Regions from separate parts of the Sus scrofa genome. Here region 1 is linked to region 2. Evidence: chromatin contacts called from public HiChIP or PLAC-seq data. All regions are on one chromosome and are shown on one strand. Each heading gives the region's core, a stretch centred on a gene start, on an enhancer-like site or on the middle of the called end of the contact. The rest is flanking DNA. Distances are from core to core; before and after follow the strand shown.

What was found. HiChIP or PLAC-seq counts read pairs in DNA pulled down with a chosen protein or histone mark.
Region 1: an H3K27ac HiChIP or PLAC-seq map of skeletal muscle shows a contact between it and region 2. The contact joins two enhancer-like sites. A contact is called at or near these places in 2 of 2 datasets of contacts at active chromatin or transcription factors (alveolar macrophages and skeletal muscle).

Annotation. Positions count from the first base shown.
Region 1 is chr13:180,137,620-180,141,886 of Sscrofa11.1, forward strand. No RefSeq gene overlaps it. Among named protein-coding and RNA genes, the nearest start is that of NRIP1, 220 kb to the left of the region's middle. Within about 2 kb of position 3,007, at least 4 of the 83 cell types and tissues checked have an H3K27ac peak or open chromatin away from gene starts, as enhancers often do. A contact at or near this core is called in skeletal muscle, where this site is marked.
Region 2 is chr13:179,865,042-179,869,650 of Sscrofa11.1, forward strand. All of the region lies in intron 2 of NRIP1 (nuclear receptor-interacting protein 1), which reads right to left. Among named protein-coding and RNA genes, the nearest start is that of NRIP1, 49 kb to the right of the region's middle. Within about 2 kb of position 1,705, at least 4 of the 83 cell types and tissues checked have an H3K27ac peak or open chromatin away from gene starts, as enhancers often do. A contact at or near this core is called in skeletal muscle, where this site is marked.

The DNA.
Region 1 (4,267 bases), core at 1,757-4,256, 270 kb after region 2:
AAGCAATTATTATTCCTGAGCTTTTGTATGTACCCCCCTTTTTTTCCTCTGGACGGACTCCTTTTTATCCTTTTTTTTTTTTTTTTAAATAGCTCTAGGCACTTGGTGGTAGGTCTTTTCAATCTGGAAACATATCCTTCAGAGGTGGGCAGTTTTCTGGTTTTCTCTTTTGGAACTGCAGTTAGTCAGATAATGGCCCTCTTAATTTTTCTTTTCTTTCATCTTTTCTCTCCTATTGGTTATCCCTTTGTATTTTTGATCTTCCACTCTTCTGTAGAATTTTAATTCAGTGATCATCTTTTTATGCTCTCATTTCTATTTCTTGTTCCATGAATGTTTCTTTTTATGCATTTGGTTTTGTTCCATGGGTTCAGTACCTCCCTTACTCTCCAAGGATATTAATCACAGTGCTTTTTTTGCTCCCTAAATTTGTTTTGGTTCTTTTCTCATTTTAATTTTAGAAGCTTTCAGTTCTTTGGTTTTGTTTCTAATTAAGATCAAGGCCCTGAAATTTGAATAGGAAGTTCTGTGGGTGTGGCCGGCATTTATGCACTGATGAACCTCCTTTGTTTACCATGACTGACCAGCCAGTGTCTGTTTTAAAACCCCAGACTGTCTGTATTCCTTGTGGGGTTTTCTGTGAGGCAGTACATTTTCTCTTATGCCTCTGTAAGGGGAATTAACATGGCTACTAGCTTTCCATAATTTGATGAAAAAGGAAGGCTCAGGGTTCCCAGTAAGCTTCATTTTATTTCCCCCCCCTAAGTATGGTACCTTGTGTGTCTTCTGTGCCTCATGCCTGCAGGTGTGTGAGAAGTAGGGTAGTCATTATGAGTAGGGACTGGGGATGTGGGGCTAATTGCTCCCTATGTGGTTTTTCAAATACTTTCCCTGACATCGTCAAATTGCTCCTTGTAATTCTAATTTCTGAGACTTTCTAGTGCTGTTAGGGGCCAGATATCTTAGTAAGCCCACCTGCAAGATTTTATTACCTCCACTCTTCTAAATTGTTCTTCTGTTTACTCCAGTCTTTGAACACCACAGCTTGGGTTAAAGATCTATTCTAATTTTTAAAAATATATTCAATTTGTTTGTTTTCATTTATGCGTTTGTTTTTTTTTTTTTTTTTTTTTTTTCCTGATTGCTAAGTTGTTGGGTTTTGAGAGGAGAGAGGATGTTTTGACTCCATCAATTTATAATCACAAATCTGGTGAAGAGATTTTGAGGGATAGATTCTCATTGTAAAAAAGATCAACATTTTTTTTTTTTCCTTCTCAGGGCTGTACCTGCAGCACATGGAAATTCCTAGGCTATGAGTCAAATCAGAGCTGTAGCTGCAGGCCTGTGCCACAGCCAGAGCAACATGGGATCCGAGGTGCATCTTCAACCTACACCACAGCTCACAGCAATGCTGGATCCTTAACCCACTGACGAGGCCAGGGATTGAACTCACATCCTCAGGGATACTAGCTGTGTCTGTAACCTGTTGAGCCACAGTGGGAACCCCAACATTTATTTTTAAATGCAATAACAATTTATGAATTAGTGCTTGGCAAAATTGTCAAGAAGAAAAGCAGAATATTTTGGTGTCCTACAAGGAAAGTCAACTTGAGAAACGAAATGAAGATTTAGCCATTTCTGGTGGGTACTGAGTCAGAGTGGAGACAGTTGAGTGATCTTTCTGGTTAACGTTATCACATTATCCTAGACTAATGCCATGCTCTCCATTTAAGTAGGTGCCTGCTGAGATAAACAGAATGCTCATATGGGGCAGGTAGCAAACACTCACCACTGGATAGTTCTGGTAGCACACAGACAAATTTTTATTCTTTTTCTCTATTCTTCCTGCAGATTACTGATACAACAAAACATTTTGTAATTATTTTGGTGAGAAAGAACAAACATTTATTGGGTGCCCACTCTACCACATACAGTACTATGGCTTTATACATTATTATTATTATTGCATGATTTTTCACCAGATATTTGTTACATTTTAAATTTATATATTTTATTTGAGATTTCAAGGCAGTCCCTGATTTCTGGATGAAATATGAAAGATTCTTGTCATTTTCTTGAATCATTTCCTGGGAAGAGTTTCACATGTGGGTAACTACATCATCATTTTATAATGATTCTATAGCTTTGATTTTTAATTATTGATTTCTCTCTAGATTTGTTCATAAATCTGTGCATAAATCTTTTCTTGACACACATCAGACTTTAACTGCAAACTCAACATTGTACAGAATCCCACAAAAACAGGGAACATGAAATCTTTGTATTTGATGGGGTTTTAAGAAAGCAGGTCAGAGTCCAAAACTAAATACAAGCTCTTGCTCAAGTTTAATGAAAAGCCAAAAAGAAAGAAAGAAAGAAAGAAAGAAAGAAAGAAAGAAAGAAAGAAAGAAAGAAAGAAAGAAAGAAAGAAAAGAAGGAAGGAAGGAAGGAAGGAAGGAAGGAAGGAAGGAAGGAAGGAAGGAAGGAAGGAGCAAAGCAAAGAAAAAAAAAGGAAGGAAGGGAGGAAGGGAGGGAAAAGGAAAATATTTTAAATTATAATGTGTAAACACACACACGCACGCTACAACAACAGAAATACACGTTTCTAATCACTTCACATTCTTCTACTTCCTGCACAGAAATGCTGCAACAACAAAGAGTTTTTCTGAGGCTGGATGCTGCTTCTCATTTTGCACCTGTTTCTGAGGTGAGCCAGACTGGCAGGAAGAGAAGGTGGGACCGATTCCAAAGTGTTAGTCTTTAGCCAGTCACCAGAGTCACAGCACTCAGGGTGAGCTTGAACCACAGACACATGTTAGATGTTCATCTCTGCGTTAAAAAAAGACTTTGTGAAAATAGCGGCTGGTCCTGAGCCCAGCAAGCATAGAGAGGAAGAATGATAAGTTATCCATTTCTAGAAACTTTATAAATATAGGGCTTGCTTAACACAGACTGCTGACCTTGAATTCCCTTCTTATGAGTATGTTTGTAATTCTGAGAGCAGCCCCAGAAAACTGGAGAACTCACAGAGTGGCTATTAATAAACAGTGCTCTGAAATTTACAGTAGTCCAAAGGGTAAAGACAGGTGTTTTACTTCAATATTGGAGTGAAATGCTGAGATCAGGTGCTGAGGAGCTACAACTTTGTCTGAACACTGTGGGCTGTGTGACTGTATCCATGTGAGTCCACACACTCATCTTTGTAAATGCACAACCCACACACATGTACTCTGAGAGTACAACTGACCCTCAAACAATGTGGGGTTTAGGGGCACTGGCCCTCCAAACAGTAGAAAAGCTACTTATGACTTTATAGTCCTTGCTCCATATTGGTGACTCTGCATCCACAGAGTCAACCAACCTTGGAGCATGTAGTCCTGTAGGAGGCTGCTACCCTTGTCACTCAAGGGTCAACTGCATTCACTTGGATGTGCATTCTGTAGTAGATAATGCTTATTTAAGCACATGGAACAACTTGAATCAATACAGCAATGCCTTTGTTTCTAAAATCATTCTAATGTTCATATGTTTTCAACAATGGTAAATACCTACACTTAATAAAATAATGGTGAACCTAAATATTTTCATTCAAGGATGATGTTAATGAGATTAGGACTGGTTGGTATCATGGGGACAATATTCAGTTCTCTCCTTAGACTGAGTTAATCTCAAAATGTAGGGAAAACAACCTCAACTCAACCTGTTTCCTAAAGAGAATTGACAATAACACCTTCATTCATTCACACTGGTTTTTCAATATTTTAAAAGCAATTACCTGAATCTCACATCTCATAATTAAGTAGAAATTGGAGACCAAACACTTGGACGTAATGCAAACTTCAGCAATATGAGCACCCAGTTTCAAGGCTGGATTTATAATACTTCCTTCCTTCCATTTTATTTAGACATTTCTTTTATCTTCATCCTTTCCTCCCTTCTCCTGGCTCACCATCTCCACTCTGTCATTTTATGGAATAAACTGTAGTGTGAAGAGCATCTTCAACGAAGTATATCCTATGGCCTTCCTTAAGGTAACTCAAACTTGTACTTGGCCAAAAAAGAACTGTATGCTAAATTTATGTATGTTCCCGGAGACAGAGAGAAACTATTTTTTCTCTGTCCCCTTCATGAGACATTTAAACAAGTGGGTAACAGGTGCTGCATGCCGGGAACACACTGTACTCCGAATATTCTTGAGAGAAGCTGTTCACTCTGGGGAAAGCATTTCATTTCTAAGTCTTAGCGAACACCACTTGCGTTTGGTCAG
Region 2 (4,609 bases), core at 455-2,954:
CAAAAGAAAGACAGAGTGTATGTGCTAAATGCTATGGCTGCGGTTTATAAAAAGTGCTCTGGGAACAAAGTGGGCTATAACTAAGTTTTCACTTTATGTGTGTCTGCACCCTAAGTGGTGGTCGGTGATGGTTAAAAAAATGAATAAAGGCTTGCCAGGCAGAAGAGAGTGGCAGCCACACTAGGTTACCAAAAGAGCACTCAAAAGGAGTTTCCGTTGGGGCTCAGTGGTAACGAACTCGACTAGTATCCAAGAGGACTCAGGTTCAAATCTCACCAAGGACTAGTATCTATGAGGATCCCTGACCTCACTCAGTGGCTTAAGGATCTGGTGCTGCCTTGAGCTGCAGTGTAGGTTGCAGACGTGGCTGGAAATTGGTGTTGCTCTGGCTGTGGTGTAGGTCAGCGGCTTCAGCTCCCAATTTGACTTGACCCCTAGCCTGGGAACCTCCATGTGCCATGGATGCGGCCCTTAAAAAAAAAAAAAAAAGAAAAACCAAAACAAAACAAAAACACAGCACTCAAAGGAAGGGAACTGCTGAGTGTGATACAGGAAGAAGTGGTCCAATGTGACTAGAGATTAGGCTGAAAACACAACTGGGACCAAGGACTCTGAATCAAGGTCATGCCAAGGAGCTGGCCTTTATCTGGCAAGCACTGGAAGGTTTACAGGCAATGGTATGATTTAAATTCATGTTAAAATGCAACAACAAAAACAGAAGCAGGAGAGTTGTTGATGGCTTACAGGGAAAAAAAAATTAAAATTAGTGCAGAGAAGAAAACATAGTCAAAATAAGGCAGGGGCAGGAGAATTAAAGAAAAAAGACAGCTCTGAAAAACAATGAAGCCTGGTTTAAGTATTTAGATAGCAATGTGTATAACAAAACAGACCTATAAAATAGAGTAACTTTAATATCAAGTTCATTAAATCAAAAAAAGAAGAAAATAATTAAGGTGTCTCAAGCCTAGGTTTGCAAAATACCTTGGTAGTATGACCTATACAAAGTTTCAAGAAAACTAAGAACTTCTGCAGAGGTGTTTAACAAAGAGTCAGAAGTAGATTCTGTTGAGATTTGAATTTGTACATTTCAAATAACCATCTTCATTAAGTATCAGTAAGGATTTTGCTTATTAAGGCAGCAACATGTACTTTTTCAGAACAGTGTGAGGGCATAGTTTCCTTGGGTATAAGAGAGAGAGGCCTGGCTTAAAGCGTAATGTCGTTGGAGCTCACAGTTTCATCAACACTAATGAAAATAAAATTAACTCGGCAAACATTTATTGACTGCCTACTATGTTTAGGACACAGAATTAAAAAATAAAACGTCCCTAACATTCTATCAGCTTTGTGCTTCTAGTTTATCACTGACAACGATAAATCCCCAAATTGCAGCTCACGCCATGACACCATCACACAATAAAAAGATAAGTAAACAGAATATTGCGCTGTCAGTGAATTAATGAGTCTAAACCAGCAGCCCTCTTGGTATTCCCATGCAGCTGACAGGTACATATGACGCATTCTCAGAACTCTCAGGAAGACCCAGTACCCATTTAATTTGAAGAGAGTCGTCAAATACTCTAGGAGACTGACTGTCCTGCTAAGACCTCAGAAAGAATTTAACAGAGTATCAGCCAAGGTAAGAGGGTAGGAGTGAAAAAACACAGGAGTCACTGGGGCCAAGTAACTATCTGCCAGAGAGCAGACTGTACTCTCAGAAAAGGAGAGCCAGCATCAGGGATCAGGTTGAGGCAAGTGGAGGGAAAGGTCAGACAAAGGAGAGAAGGGAAGATTTTGAAGGTAGAGACTTCTCACTCCCTCAAAGAAGTATAAATTTGACTTTGTGGAATAATTAAGAAAGTGACCAAACCCTCTGGAGTACAGAGAACCACCACAGAAGTATTTGGTGGTTTATACATCATAAAAAGGGCTAGAACTTGAAAGCCAGGGTACTGACAGGGCATAACTAGGAATGACCTTACTGAGTATCCACAAATAAAATGACATCTCCTTGAGTAAGCATCTCCGTCTTAGAGCTGCCAAGCCAACACTGGTAATAGGTTCCAGCACATTCTATGTCTAGACATTAATAGAAGAGTGGGTAATATGATAGACCCTGCAGATATTAAAAAAAAAAAAATTCTAATCCACAAACACAAAAGCTAGGTTACAACTTTATTGAAATAAAAATACAGATTATTCTGTTGGCAATTAGACAAGTGAATTGTCTATCAAGCAGCTGTTCTCCAAGTGTGGTCCAGGGACTCCAGGGTACCCATGCTTGATTCAGGAGGCACATGAGGTCAAAATTACTTTTCATGAAACTGAACTGTTATCTGCTTTCCGTTTCTTTCTCCCACAAGTCGACAGTGGAGCTGTCGGTGGCTACGTGCTGTGTGGCACTGTGTTGATGGCTACTGGAATGCATCCTTGTGTATACTTGTGCTTTAGAATTTTTCTCAGTTTAAATTTCTCATATGGTAAATACTGGTTGATACAGATCTCATAAACAAAAACTCCCTGGGGTCTTCAGTATTTTAAGAGTACAAAAGGGTCCTGAGACCAAGAAATTTGAGAACTGCTGCTAGTCTACTAAAGAAGTACTTCTTAAGAAGTACAATCTTGATTTTAATCTTCAAATGAAGTCTCTGCTTTCTAATTTTCACGAATTTACATTATAACTATGACAGATAAATACCGTTCTCTGTACAGAAATGTTTCCAAAATTCTGGTGGGAAAAGAAAAGAATGGCCTTTTCAAAAAGAAGATTAGTAGGCTAACAGGGATATGAAATATCTCCCACCTTTGGACAGTCACTGCTGTTCTGAATTTACCATACAAGAAGTAACAACTCCACAAATATATATAGAGAAGTTGTTGTGCGTTGAGAATTGAAGAAGGATAACTAATCGATAAACCAGCCTTAAGTAGACCCACAACTTGTCAGGAAAAAATACAATTAGCAACATAATGAGATACTACTATAAGAGAAGGCATGAACAAAGTGGGAAAAAAGCATGAAGGGCAAATATGGACTTTTTTTTTTAGTGAAGGCACTCCCTAGAGATGGCATCTGAATTGCTTTTTTTTTTAGGTCCGCACCTGAGGCATATGAATTGAAGCTACAGCTGCTGGCCATAGCCACAGCCACAGCCAGATGGGATCCAAGCCGAGTCTGTGACCTACACCACAGCTCTTGGCAATGCTGGATCCCTGACTCACTGAGCGAGGCAGGGATCAAGGATCAAACCCAAATCCTCATGGATACTAGTTGGATCCACTGAACCACAACGGGATCTCAGCAAATTGATTCTAACAAGTAAGACTTTGCCAATTAGGCTAAAAGCATCCTTTGGGCAGTGGGAGGAGCATCAGTCCCAGCAGGGAAGTACACAGTATGTTCTAGAAAGTAGGTAATCCACTTAAAGAGAAAAATTTGCAAGTAATTAGGAAACTTTTACACAACTAGACAGATATCTTGAATTTAATGATGAAAGATTTGGACTAAAATTTGTATGTCTGTTTCTTAATTTCCAATATGCCACAGAAGAAGCTTTTAAAAAATACAATAAAAATGATTTAGTAGGAATTCCCACTGTGGTGCAGTGGATTAAGGATCTGGTGTTGTCTCCCTGGCAATGTGGGTTCAAACCCTGGCCCAGTTCAGTGGGTTAAGGATTTGGCATTGCTGCAACCGTGACACAGGTCACAGCTGCTTGGTTGGATTCGCTCCCAGGCCCAGGAACCTTTTCATATGCTGCAGGTGTGGCCAAAAAAAAAAAAAAAAAATTTGACTACAATAATTCAGTGATGACAACCGAAGGAAAACTGGTCCTTCACCACAAATATTTTGAGAAATTCAGCATACAAGCTGCAAGATGACAAGGATGAGTAGTAGTAATAGCAGGAGATAAAAGCTTCAAGCTAGGAACTTGCATAGATTATACTATCAACAATCTCTCTATAAGAAAATAAAAAAAATAGGGTTTGAAAATTACCAGTGAATCTTTAGAATGAGGAAATTTTAATTATCTAAATAAAGTGCATAATAAGCTCTACTGCTACAATCACATCAATTTCAGATGTGCAAACCAGAGGTGGCATGGCTAAAGGGCAAATGTACCAGAGATTCCAGGCAAAAATCAGGTTCAAAACAGTTAATTTAAGCAAAAAAGACCAGGGTCTGTGTAAGAAGAGAAAATGAATTGATACTTTAATCAACACATTTTAAAATTATTTTAATTACTTCATTTGAAACCTTTCATGGGAGAGGGAAAAAACCTTAGCTGACACAGAGGCTTGGGAATTTTCCTCCCAAAATTGATGTTAGTTATATCAATTAAAGTATTAAGTAAAAGACTTATGGAAAATCAATTCTTTAAAGACATCAAATTTAGAAAAATGCTAATTATATTAATGTCTCCCACTGTAACGGTAAAATTAGGACTGATTAAAGAGGTCTGTTACTTTTCTCTGGTCATTTACTACTGGGATGGTTGAATTATTTTGATGAAAGAGTAACAAAGCAAAGTGGAATTTGGGAATATGTAGCAGCTGTGAGATGGGGCAAGGACATCAGTATGGAGGTTTAATAGCATAAGAGCTCCAT